Regions from separate parts of the Mus musculus genome. Here region 1 is linked to region 2. A link is a contact called in public Hi-C data. All regions are on one chromosome and are shown on one strand. Each heading gives the region's core, a stretch centred on a gene start, on an enhancer-like site or on the middle of the called end of the contact. The rest is flanking DNA. Distances are from core to core; before and after follow the strand shown.

Evidence for each region. A called contact is a pair of places that touch in the nucleus more often than the background predicts.
Region 1: a contact with region 2 is called in a Hi-C map of the N1E-115 cell line, with 1.7 times the contacts expected there. The contact joins the enhancer-like site here to the promoter of 1700034J05Rik in region 2. A contact is called at or near these places in 3 of 484 Hi-C or Micro-C datasets (the N1E-115 cell line, nephron progenitors and uterus), 1 of 115 datasets of contacts at active chromatin or transcription factors (embryonic stem cells) and 3 of 9 other capture datasets (adipose tissue, liver and pancreatic islet).

What each region holds. Positions count from the first base shown.
Region 1 is chr6:146,990,655-146,996,514 of GRCm38.p6, reverse strand. It overlaps Ppfibp1 (PTPRF interacting protein, binding protein 1 (liprin beta 1)), which reads right to left. Exons shown (of 31, transcript NM_001355728.1): 6 at 4,000-4,113; 7 at 3,078-3,209; 8 at 33-125. Among named protein-coding and RNA genes, the nearest start is that of Rep15, 39 kb to the left of the region's middle. Within about 2 kb of position 3,549, at least 9 of the 459 cell types and tissues checked have an H3K27ac peak or open chromatin away from gene starts, as enhancers often do. A contact at or near this core is called in the N1E-115 cell line, where this site is marked.
Region 2 is chr6:146,952,292-146,957,583 of GRCm38.p6, reverse strand. It overlaps 1700034J05Rik (RIKEN cDNA 1700034J05 gene), which reads left to right and starts at 3,163. Exons shown (of 3, transcript NM_001164236.1): 1 at 3,163-3,295; 2 at 3,998-4,698; 3 at 5,087-5,292. The coding sequence starts at 4,042. The region is part of intron 2 of Ppfibp1 (PTPRF interacting protein, binding protein 1 (liprin beta 1)); the gene reads right to left.

The DNA.
Region 1 (5,860 bases), core at 2,300-4,799, 39 kb before region 2:
AAAAAACATCATTTTTCCCCAGAGAAACTTACTTTAGTTGACTTGAGCTTCTTTTCATACTGAAGTCTTTCACCGTCCATTTCATTGACTTTTAGCCTCAAATCATTGATCTCTTGAATTAGCCCCTGTAATAATAATAATAATAGTAATAATAATAATTAGAAAAGGGTATGGCACAGTCACCAAAAGAGTAGCCAGAAAGCCCTAAGCCAGCACAGCTCCTTGGATACGAGTTTGAGAACCAGTCCTAATAAAGGGAGATCCAGTGAAATTTACCCCTAACTGCCAAAGCACACTTCCACTAAAATACTAACTTAACCTTCTAGTGCTTCTGCCCTAAGTGCTTATGAAAACAAAAACGTAGCTATGACTTTGACTAGAGAAATGCTATTGTGAGAACTGTGGGCCAGGACCCCAGTGTGGGGCTGGAAGGTTTGTGGAGCCTTGAAGCAGCAGTGTCTGCAGGGAGATTCTTGACCATTAGGAGCATGCCCTCGAAAGGGATTTGGGGACCCCAGCCCCTTGCCGTCTTTTCTGCTTCCTGCCTGCACGTCATGATAATGTGCTGCTTCAACGCCATCTCAAAGCAATGAGGCCCACTATTCATGGACTATGCTCTCCAAAACCGTTGGCTAAAATAAAACTGTCTCTTTATAAGCTGTCTTGGGTATCTGTTATAGTGATGAGTCCTTGTTTTCTTCCTGTTGCTGTGATCAAACGATCTGACACAATCTGACCAAAAGCAGACTGTGTGTGTGTGTGTGTGTGTGTGTGTATGTGTGTGTGTGTGTGTTTGTGTGTGTGGTGAGGGGAGGCGGGGAGGAATTATACTTCCAGGTCACTGTCCATTACTGAGGGAAGCCAGGGCAGGAAACCAAGTCTGAGACCTGGGAGCAGGAACCAGGAACCAGATGAGTGCTGCTTGCTGGCTCCTTCACTGCCTCACTGACCTGGCTCATGTCCACCTAGCTTTTCTATATCGTGCAGAAGATGGAGGCCCCACCATAAGCTGGACCTGCCTACAGCAGTTAAGAAAGTCAAGGCAATTCCTCACACCATGTCCACCTGACAACCTGACAAAGACCAACCTGACAAAGATGAATTACTCAATTGGGACTGTTGACAGGTGGTTCTAGGCTGTGACAAATTGATGTTCCATGCTCACTGTAACATCACAGAAACACAACTAATGCAGAAGGCTGTCTAACACCAACAAAGCCACTTAGCATCTGCTTCTATATTAAAACTAACTATGGACCCCACCTTTTCATATAAACTAGAGTATTTTCTCTTCCATTAACCTTAAAATTCTTTTCTGTGATGCATTATAGTTATTTAAAGATTTCTATAATTTTTGCCTAGTCTATAAAAATATAAACTTAAGTTTCTTTAAGCCAACAATCTCAACATGAAGGTAGATGAGGGTCTAATTAATATATATATATATATATATATATATATATATAGTATATTCATATATCTAATACAATAACATAATTTTATACATGTAAAATTTTAAAAGCCTAAATGATTTTATAACAGAATATAATTGTATACCATTTCTACTGCCATTTTAAAAATGTACTTGTGAAAGTTGTTTAAATAATTTGAATTCAAGTTTAAAAAGAATTGGTTTCTCTTGCTAGCTTATCTTGCCTGCATAGAAGCCAGGAGTGGCCTTCCTTCCTTTGATCTTTCAGGCTTTGCTATTGTTAACAGGCAGCTTTGAACCCCCGGCAGGGACTGCTATAAACATTACCCCTTCCTTTAGTGCTGACTGCAAAGATGAAGGAAGAATTATAGAAAACCAAATTACATAGTGGGGCCATTTTCCTATTTTTTTTTAAAGACAAACTATCCAATTGTTTTTGGTGGCAATGGATTAAATATGAATCTGAAGTTCCAACCTGTGAGAAGCTTGATATGCCCAAGACAAGTCGGGCTGGAAAATATGGAACTACCTCTTTAATGCAAAAAGAGAAAAGGAAAGAAAATCTTTTTAAAAACCAATGTAATCTAAACTACTACACTTATCAGCTCAGGCGCTACTCAGAGCTCTGCATTTTAGCCATCTGTGCCTACACCAGAAGGGGGCGCAAATCTTCAAGGTTTAAAGATTTTAACGCACTAGGTTTTGGAAACACCTATAAATGTTCCCCACTTACTTCAACATTTTCCTGGAAACCAACATCCAAACTCTCAAAATTATGGCAGTGTTAAGCGATTCAGGATTGCAGAATAGCTAGCTAAAAGTTTTATTTTTAAGGGGACATTAAGCCAGAACATGTACATATTCTATTCTGTTTCAACGTCTGAATGCTATTTTGATTATTTTAAATATAAATGTAAAATTACCAAATATACTGTAATGTATCCTGTGAATATGTGTACACCCTTATATCAGCAGTGTAAACTATTTCATAGGATATGATCAAGGATTGTGTTTTCTAGAGGTTCTCAGGGTCCCTGGATGAGAACACAGGAGAAGACAGAAGTAGGGAGAAACAAGGCGTGACAAACACCTGCTGCAAAACCTCACAACCAGCCTCATAACCAGATTAAACTAAGCACAGTGCACCAGGTAAGTAAGACTCCGCCTCCTACAGTGTGGACAGCCTCCTCAACTCCCTTCCTATCCGCCATCCAGCCTCCTAGTTCCCATCCCTACAGCCTCCTCCCACCACCACTGAAACAATCCTCCTGCAGCCCCAGCTACTACGAAGGTTCAACAGCAACTGTTCTATTAGGGATGAGAGGGTAAGGAAAAGGGAAAAGTCTAAACAGACTCTTACAGGAAAATAAAGCCAGATGGTGGTGGCAAAAGCCTTTATCCCAGCACTCGGGAGGCAGAGGCAGGTGGATTTCTGAGTTCGAGGCCAGCCTAGTCTACAATGTGAGTTCCAGGACAGCCAGGCTACACAGGGAAACCATGTCTCAAACATCAAAGGGGGTTAAAAGCCTTAATCAGTCTGATGAAGAGACTGAGCAGTGCTCTTGCCCTAAGGAGCACAGTGAGGGCTGAGGAGGGAGGGAAGAGACAGAACGAGCATGCGAGCATGCGAGCATGCGCTACTTACCTCTGTGTCTCTGAACCGATCTTCATAATCCAGCCTGTCCTTCTCTACGGCCGTCAGTTTTAACTTCAAGTTAGAGATCTCAGCCATCAGCTCCAGCTTCTGTGTCTCTAAGGAGGTCCTACTCAGAAGCTCCTGTTAGGATTCCAGATGTTCACAAGTTTTACATTACACATTTCTGTCGTGACGGCAGAGCGGCAACGGTTAAGTGTAGCCTGTGGGTGAAGTACTGCCACACACCACACGGCTGAGGATCACTTAATCTAGTGACCTCTTCTGAACAGAACTACAACGTGTCATCAGGGTGTCGGGGAGACGCATCTGGCAGACTCCTGAGCCCAACGACAGCACTGATGGTGCTGTGCATGGTGCCTGCTATATCAGGAACTGGGAGACATGCTCATGAGTTCAGTCCCTGCAAAAGTCTCCTGAGGAAGAAGAGCTTATCAGCCTCATTTATCAGGGTTTCTAGAAACATGGAAGCCTAGATCACGAGGACAGGGAGGTCCGGAGCCTGTCAAGGCAGGCAATAGCACAGACTGATGTTCAACAGCAGCAACTCTGCATCCAAATACAGTCTCTGCGGCATCACAGGCTTTTCATCCACAAGCCCCATGTACGCACTGGGACGCATATATATATATGAGGTTTTGCCTTAACAAGCCACATATGGTGATTTTTCATCTCACGGTTGAGAGTTAGAAATAATATGAGCGCAAAAGATCAACTTATAATTCCTGTAATATTGTGTTCTCTCATAACTGCACAGTGTTGTGTGTCTCTGTGGTTTTAGACTCTGCTACTCTAGACTTCAAACAAAACAGTCTAGGGATTCTGGAATTTACTGCTGCTGAGACAAGACAGGAATGTTGCACCTCAGATAACACAATCCAGCATCCCCTCCCCCACCAGCTTTGGCCCATACCTGCTGCAGCATTTCTTCAGTGGCATTCAGCTTCTCTCTGTGCTCTTCAAGACAGAACTCCAAATCCCGAATCTTCTCTCCCTGAGCCTCCACCTGGTCTGTCAACACACTTACCTATTAAATCAAAGCAAGAGGCTATGAGTTTGAAAGGCTCTGGGCCCCAAAGCATGGCTCATTCTCTAACTGGAATGAGGACTAAGATCCATCACTCACGGTGGTTTAAAACATCACAAACTTAACAAGAGGACAGTGGTCCTACCCTTTGCTATTTATATTTCGCTTTGTGTGGATCAAGCCCAAGACTTGTGCATGCTAGGATAGGCAGGCTCTCTACCACCGGGCAGCCTCTGCAGCCCTATGCTGCCTTATGATCCAAGGATTCCTATTCAATTTAGGAGAAACATGGTGCTGATGAGAGATTTGCAGTTTCTTTACGCATTAAAACCATTTCAGTTGTCATTAGGAAAATCTGATGTTGAAGGCGATGGTAAGAGACTACTAGTCGGGAGCCACAGAGGAAGTGAGGAAACAGGCACAAAGGACCACGCAGATTTCACGGATCAATAATAAAAAGGAGCAAAGGTGAATAAAGACCTCAAATTCTACAAGCTCTTCCAAGATGAACATGGTCACAAGTGCGTTCAAAGCAAGGGCAAAGGAAGAGTGCTGTGGTGCACTTAGCATGAGTTCAGGTCCCAACACCAAAGAGGAAAAGGAAAAAGCCAGGGTACTGCACCACATGCCCAGGAAACAAACAGTGAAGCCCATCCCTCATCCCCAGGGTTCCATGCAGATCTACAAGTCTTCCCCCTGGGATACCAGCTGAATAAATACTCTTTGATCCACATCGTTCGAAACATAAAGATAAAGGCATTTTCTCTGTACTTAGGAACACCATGAGGAAGCAAGCAAAAGCAAGTACCGCATAGTACTCCCCAACAGCAGGCTCCACTCGGCTACTCTGTACGGTTTGTGTGTCATTTTAAAAGATGGAAAGTTAATATATATTCAGACAAGAGATTTTTATACTACGGGAATTCACAGATCTGGATTTCCAGTTGAAATGTATATAAAATCAGATCTGACAGCAGGGGACATACAAAATCATCTCAAGTGGCAAAATCATCTCAAGTCTGACCTGCTCCTGAGAACTGGGTGACAAAGCTGGCCACAGCCAGCCCTGCGCACTCCAGGTACAGAGAGCTGACCTAGCACCCCCTTCTTGTTTGTAAGATAGGACCTGAGAGGGCTGGTGAGATGGCTCAGTGGGTAAGAGCACCCGACTGCTCTTCCGAAGGTCTGGAGTTCAAATCCCAGCAACCACATGGTGGCTCCCAACCATCTGTAACGAGATCTGACTCCCTCTTCTGGAGTGTCTGAAGACAGCTACAGTGTACTTACATATAATTAATAAATAAATAAATCTTTAAAAAAAAAAAAGATAGGATCTGGGGTTATATCCCAGGTTGGTCTCAAATTCATGGCAAATCTCCTGCCCCAGCCTTCTAAGTCCTGGGATTACAGTCACTGACACCACAGCTGCCTTCTTCTGCACTGGCTGTTTCCTTCAGTGGCTGGCTGGGCTGCTGTACAAATTGTTTCATTTTCAGTAGTCTGTGAAAGTACAGTCTTCCCTTGGCATCTGTCTGTGGCTGGTTCGAGAATCCCTGCAGATATCAGTGTGCATGCTCAAGTCCCTTCATGGAACAGCAGTATGTTCACATACAGCTCACACATCTTCCTTATACTCTCAGCCACAGGTTTTCCAGTACAATGTAAATGCACATAAGCAGTTGTTATATTGCTTAGATGACATGTTTACTACAGGTGCTTAATACAGGTGTTGCACATATATGTGATT
Region 2 (5,292 bases), core at 1,914-4,413:
ATAAAGGAGGACATGCAGATATCGATCAAATTGTGGATGTTACCTGTAAGTAGTGTAACACGTTCCACCTCCAAACCATCCCAGCTTTAACGATGAGAATTAAACTTACTCTTAATCAAGTGTGCCATGCCTATGAGCTCCATGTTTCTCCACCCCCACGTACCAGCAGGCAGGCAGTCAAAATAATCACCCCAAAAATATATAATAAGAGCAGAAAAAGTCAGAATTAAGTGAGTTTTAATGCTGCTGGAATAAAGAAATGGCTGTAAAACAAAAATAAAAATGACAAGCTCTTTACAAAAAATATCACTGAGTTTTCTTGAAGCAACCCATGCCTGTCTTCATCTTGCCAAACATATGCCAATCCTTTTCCTACGAACTGTGCTGTTTAGTTAAATTTCCTCTAGTCCTTTCTAAATTAAGATGCACAAAAACTATGGATGAAAGAGACAGATGAGGAAGTGTGTACTCACTTTCACTCACCCACACATATTCCTGAGGTTTATGAAAATCACTAGCTTGTGCTAACTTATCCTTCTCTGAATTTGACAACTGACTTGCAAAACCCCATTTCCAGGACTAATTTAAGAAAATAGCTTAAATAAATGTTCACAGAAGGAACATACATTTGTTTGTGCAGGTTTGCAAGAATATTTTTAATTAAAATACAATCTATATGCAGCAAACGTTGTCCTTTTTAGGTGTACAGTCCAATAAACTCTGACAATGCATGCAGCCATGTAACCATGATTAAGGCTGTTGAGCCCTGTTGCTCAACAGAGGCACTATGAATGGTTACTAGCATGGGGCTTAGAACTGCACAGGCCCCAAACCATGTATGGTCTCATCAAAAATTTGGCTGAGAAAACGCAAAGAACTAAATCTTTTACATTTATTTTATGTGAAATTACAATATTTTATATGAATTACCTGAAGTACAACAAAAATAATTTTACCTGAGTCTTTCCTCTTTTTTGGAACTACTAGAAAATTAAAAGTTAATGATCTCACTTGTGCCTCAAATTGCCTTTTACTTGCAGATGGTTTTGACTTGGCAATTTGCAGGGAATACCACATCCTATTCCCAGTTCCAGGCAACTACCAATTACCTTGTATACCTGAAACATTTGATTCTAAGAGGTTTTAAAATACTTCCATTAAAATATCTACCCTGAACCTTGTAATTTTTCTTAAACATTTTGTAGAGGTTTTAAAAATAATTTTTAACATTCGTTTTTAACTTCACAAGAGTTTGAAAAGACTCATCTATAATAGTATTTGTTAATCAATATCATTTTCATTAACTGGCCTCGAATGCACTTGGGGCAATAAGTTGTCTTCCGAGGGACGTGCACAGTGGTCCTCAAATGAATGGAGGCCATTGTGCACACACACAACAGCATCTATTCACACATGCTGCGGTAGATCTGAGCCAGAGGTGGGGAACCTCCGAGAGCTTAACTTAGCCTCAGGAAGTGGAGAGAAAGCTTTATCTGTGCTCACAGGCTGAGTAGACACGCACAGCACTGAGCCAGCCGATGTGGGAGGAGAGCAGGAGAAGGGTGTTCTGGCCCGCTAGCCGGCCTGTGAGGGAGGACTCTGTGATGCCCGATGATAACAGCCAGAGACAGGCAGAGCCAGTCAACTGCATCCTGTCCGACTCATCCCAGCCCCGTCTGCTCCCTGTCTGCTTTCTTCCAGGCCCCTTCCAACTAATCTGAAAAGAATTATTATTTATAACAGGCATTCATTCTGCCTGCTGCTATTCATAGTCATCTTCACTTACTCTAGATTCTTTTTACCATCTGTCTGATTTTCCAAAACACAATAAACACTCTAGGTAGACTTTCTGCCACTGTATTTCTATGGTACAGGAGACTGCAGAGAGTCTCCCATAGGCTAGTCAAGAGCTCTACCACTGAGCCACACCCACAGCCCCGAGCCCCACTTTCTATTAGGTTAACTTGGCTCTGCCTCTAGGTTAGGTTCCTTCTCAGCAGTCAACTTTGAGCATGTCTGCCCTCCCCTCTCTTCTCACCCATCTCCACCTTTTCCTTCACAGTGCCCTGAGGACTAGAAGAACAAGAATCATCTGAATGTCTGAATTTTAAGCATTTTGCTATTAGTCTCCTAAGAAGACCTCAGCTTGTTTCTTGGGAAGCCTACATCCTATCATCCCTTCAAACTTTTTTTTTTTGTCTTTTGGTAAAACCATTGCACCCAAATTATAATGTAGCCAAAGGGAGAACTGTTGGCCATCAACAGTGTCCACAGTTTCTAAACACAGCAAGTGGCACTCACCTCACCCTCCTAGCCAAAGGATTCCCACTGGGTCTTTTGAATGTACTCAGGGGGGATGGTTTCTACCATGGCTCCCTTGCTAGACTGGGTTCCTTTACTATGACCCCCATAGTCAGGTTAGGTTCCCAGCATCCACATCAGGAGACTCACAACCATCTGTAACTCTAGTTACAGAGGACCCAAGGCTCTGGCATCTATGTGGTGTACATACACAGACACACATACATGAAATCATTAATTAGTTAGTTAATTAATTCCTGCTACAAGTGGCAGAACATAGGGTCTGAAACTTGTTAGGCACTCAACTGTCCGGTGTGTGTGTGTGTGTGTGTGTGTGTATGAGGTATTTCTGATATAAACTAAGACAAGAGGATACCAGCCTGAGCTACATTCAATCTTCTTGCTTTGGTCTCCCAAGAGCTAGATTACAGATATATACTATATGGTCATCATTCATTAATTTCAAAAGCAGCAAAATAAGTAGGTAGCCTGCATTCTCTAGAGACACAGAAACAACAGGAAATTTTAATGTATAAAAAGAGACTAGTTACAAAGAATTGCTGAGAAGTTCCAAGATCTGCCCCCTGTAATCTACAGACCTAGCATGGCAGTGGAAACCTAAGTATGACATGTAGCAGACTAATGTGCAATCTTGGGGGATGGAAATCTTGGGGGATGGAAATGAGGGAAAATGTGAGAAAGATCTCATGGAACTGACTGATTCTAATGAAGAGAGTGCAGCCTACTATTGTATGTGCTCAGAATACTCTGAAACTGAAGGGACAGATCCTGTCCCTTTACATAATTCTGACCATAACTTGGTTCCTTTGTTGCCATGGTAACCAACAGTCTTGGAACACAAACTTCTCAGAAGCAGTTGGGCTTTACATCACTGAGACATGGGCTCTGAAGGGTTTCTGACTCCATCACTTTGTCTCCACTGCTGGAAGCGCCTGTCTCATCTGGGCAGCCCTCAGATCAGGGCATGACAAAGGCATGAGCATGTGTGTGAGTGTGAGTGTGTGGTCTTCCAGGTTTGCTTACAGGGAGATTATGGAAAATGCAGAATAAACATGCCATCAGATGGTGGGAAGATGGGTGCTCAAATGACAGTCACCTTTCTGGAAAGCATTCTGGTATCAATTATTATGTCTATATATTTATGATCTTTGGTCCACTAACTCCATGGATCATGGTATGGTCTTAAGTAACCTAGTGATCATTAATCAGCCAAGTTATTGAGTATCAGTAGGTGACACCTAAGGCTATTTAATAAGAAAGTAGTTAAGAATATTAGAATAGCCATAGGTTATTATAAACTTGATAATAAGTTTCTATTGATGTGAGAACCACATGTATTTGGATATGTGTGTATATGTACATATGCGCACAGATATACATATATACTAAGAAATTAGTTACCTTGACCTCAGAAGAGTGGACTGAAAACATACTTGACTCTAGTCACACTTCCCTGTCATTTTCAAATTCTCCTTTTTGTTTATAAGCTCTCTCAGCTACTGTCAAACAAATAAGAGGCACAAAGAAGAGATGCCAGAGTGTTTTTGTCTTTACAGAGGCAGAAAGTACAAAAGGGTGGACTATACAGAGTGGAAGGAATAGTTTCAATAAGAAAAAGGAATGGGTCATATAACTTCCCCCCATAATATCATTTACTAATTTTTTTCTTCTGAAGTTTCCAGAATCAAGGAAAACTTGAGATTGGACACTCTCAGCACCATGACAACCTCACCCTCCAGCAGTGACTACAGTAGCACAGAGGATTCTATTTATGAATGCAAGTCCAACCAGAGCGCCTCGGTGGGCTACTACCCCTCTGAGAACACCTTTTCCTATGAGGACCTGGTCTCCCGTGAGGAGACAGCCTCTGTGGATTCTTTGGTCCATTTCCTCCCTCCTGTCCAAAGCACCTGGAGGACAGAGAGTTTAAGGAGACTCTTCAGGAAACGAGATCAGGTGGAGCATGACCCAGAGCAGTTCAGCAAGCTAAGCATCACACTGGCCTGGGATATCGATGTGGACTCTAACCATGCAGACTCTCTTGCTAATCTGGATCTAAATGCCCATAGCCAGTGGATGGATAAGTGGCCAGAAGACAAGACAAAACTGACTCCCTGCAAACTGTATAACCTAGTACAGAAACTTGAGACATTTCTAGGAAAAGAAAAAGGTGGCCAGCATGACGGCTGTGTGCTCCCTGAATCTACTCAGAAGGAAGATGTCCACCTCAACAGCACTACCCCTCCACATACTGCTCAGGTCAGTCCTAAAGAACGTGATGTTTGTCAAGACTTGTCCAAGCAAAGATCCCTGGAAAATGAAGATATCTGTCAGGTGCTAGAGGATCCTCCAAGGTTACTGAAAGACGAAGTTGTGGTGAGCACAGAGATGCATGCCTCCCAGGAGAGCAAGGGGCAGGACTGGGGAAGACAAGGTTGGACAGTGGAGCCTCACTCTCACTACCTGCTGTGAGGCAAGGTGGGCCCCAGGAGACTAGGACAGGGGGGAAGATAACAGTAAGGAGAGGAGATGGGGCACTGTAGGAAAGATACTACAGAGCACAGAGGGAGGGAAGAGGGGTAGGCACAGCAACCCTCAACCACAACCACATAAAAATGGAAGTGTGTGTTCTAGTCAGTTTGTCTCGAAACTTTGCTATATTTGGGCTATTTGGGCAAATGGGCTTGGGTTCTATAAAGGAGTAGACAGCAGGCCCACTGATTTTGACACTACATGCATCTAACTCATCCTGTTTTCTCAGCAGGAGATAAGACAGGCATCTGAGAGCTCCTTGGAAACCTCCTCCGTGTCATCCCCTCAGCCAGAGGGTGCTTCCCGCTCACACAACATATTCTGTATGAACTTTCGGTGGGTCTTCCAATGGCTGCGGACACAAATCTTCTCCCGATGGAGGAGACAGCGCCCTAGCCAGGCTACCAACACCTGGCACCAGAAAGCAGTGAGAAATAT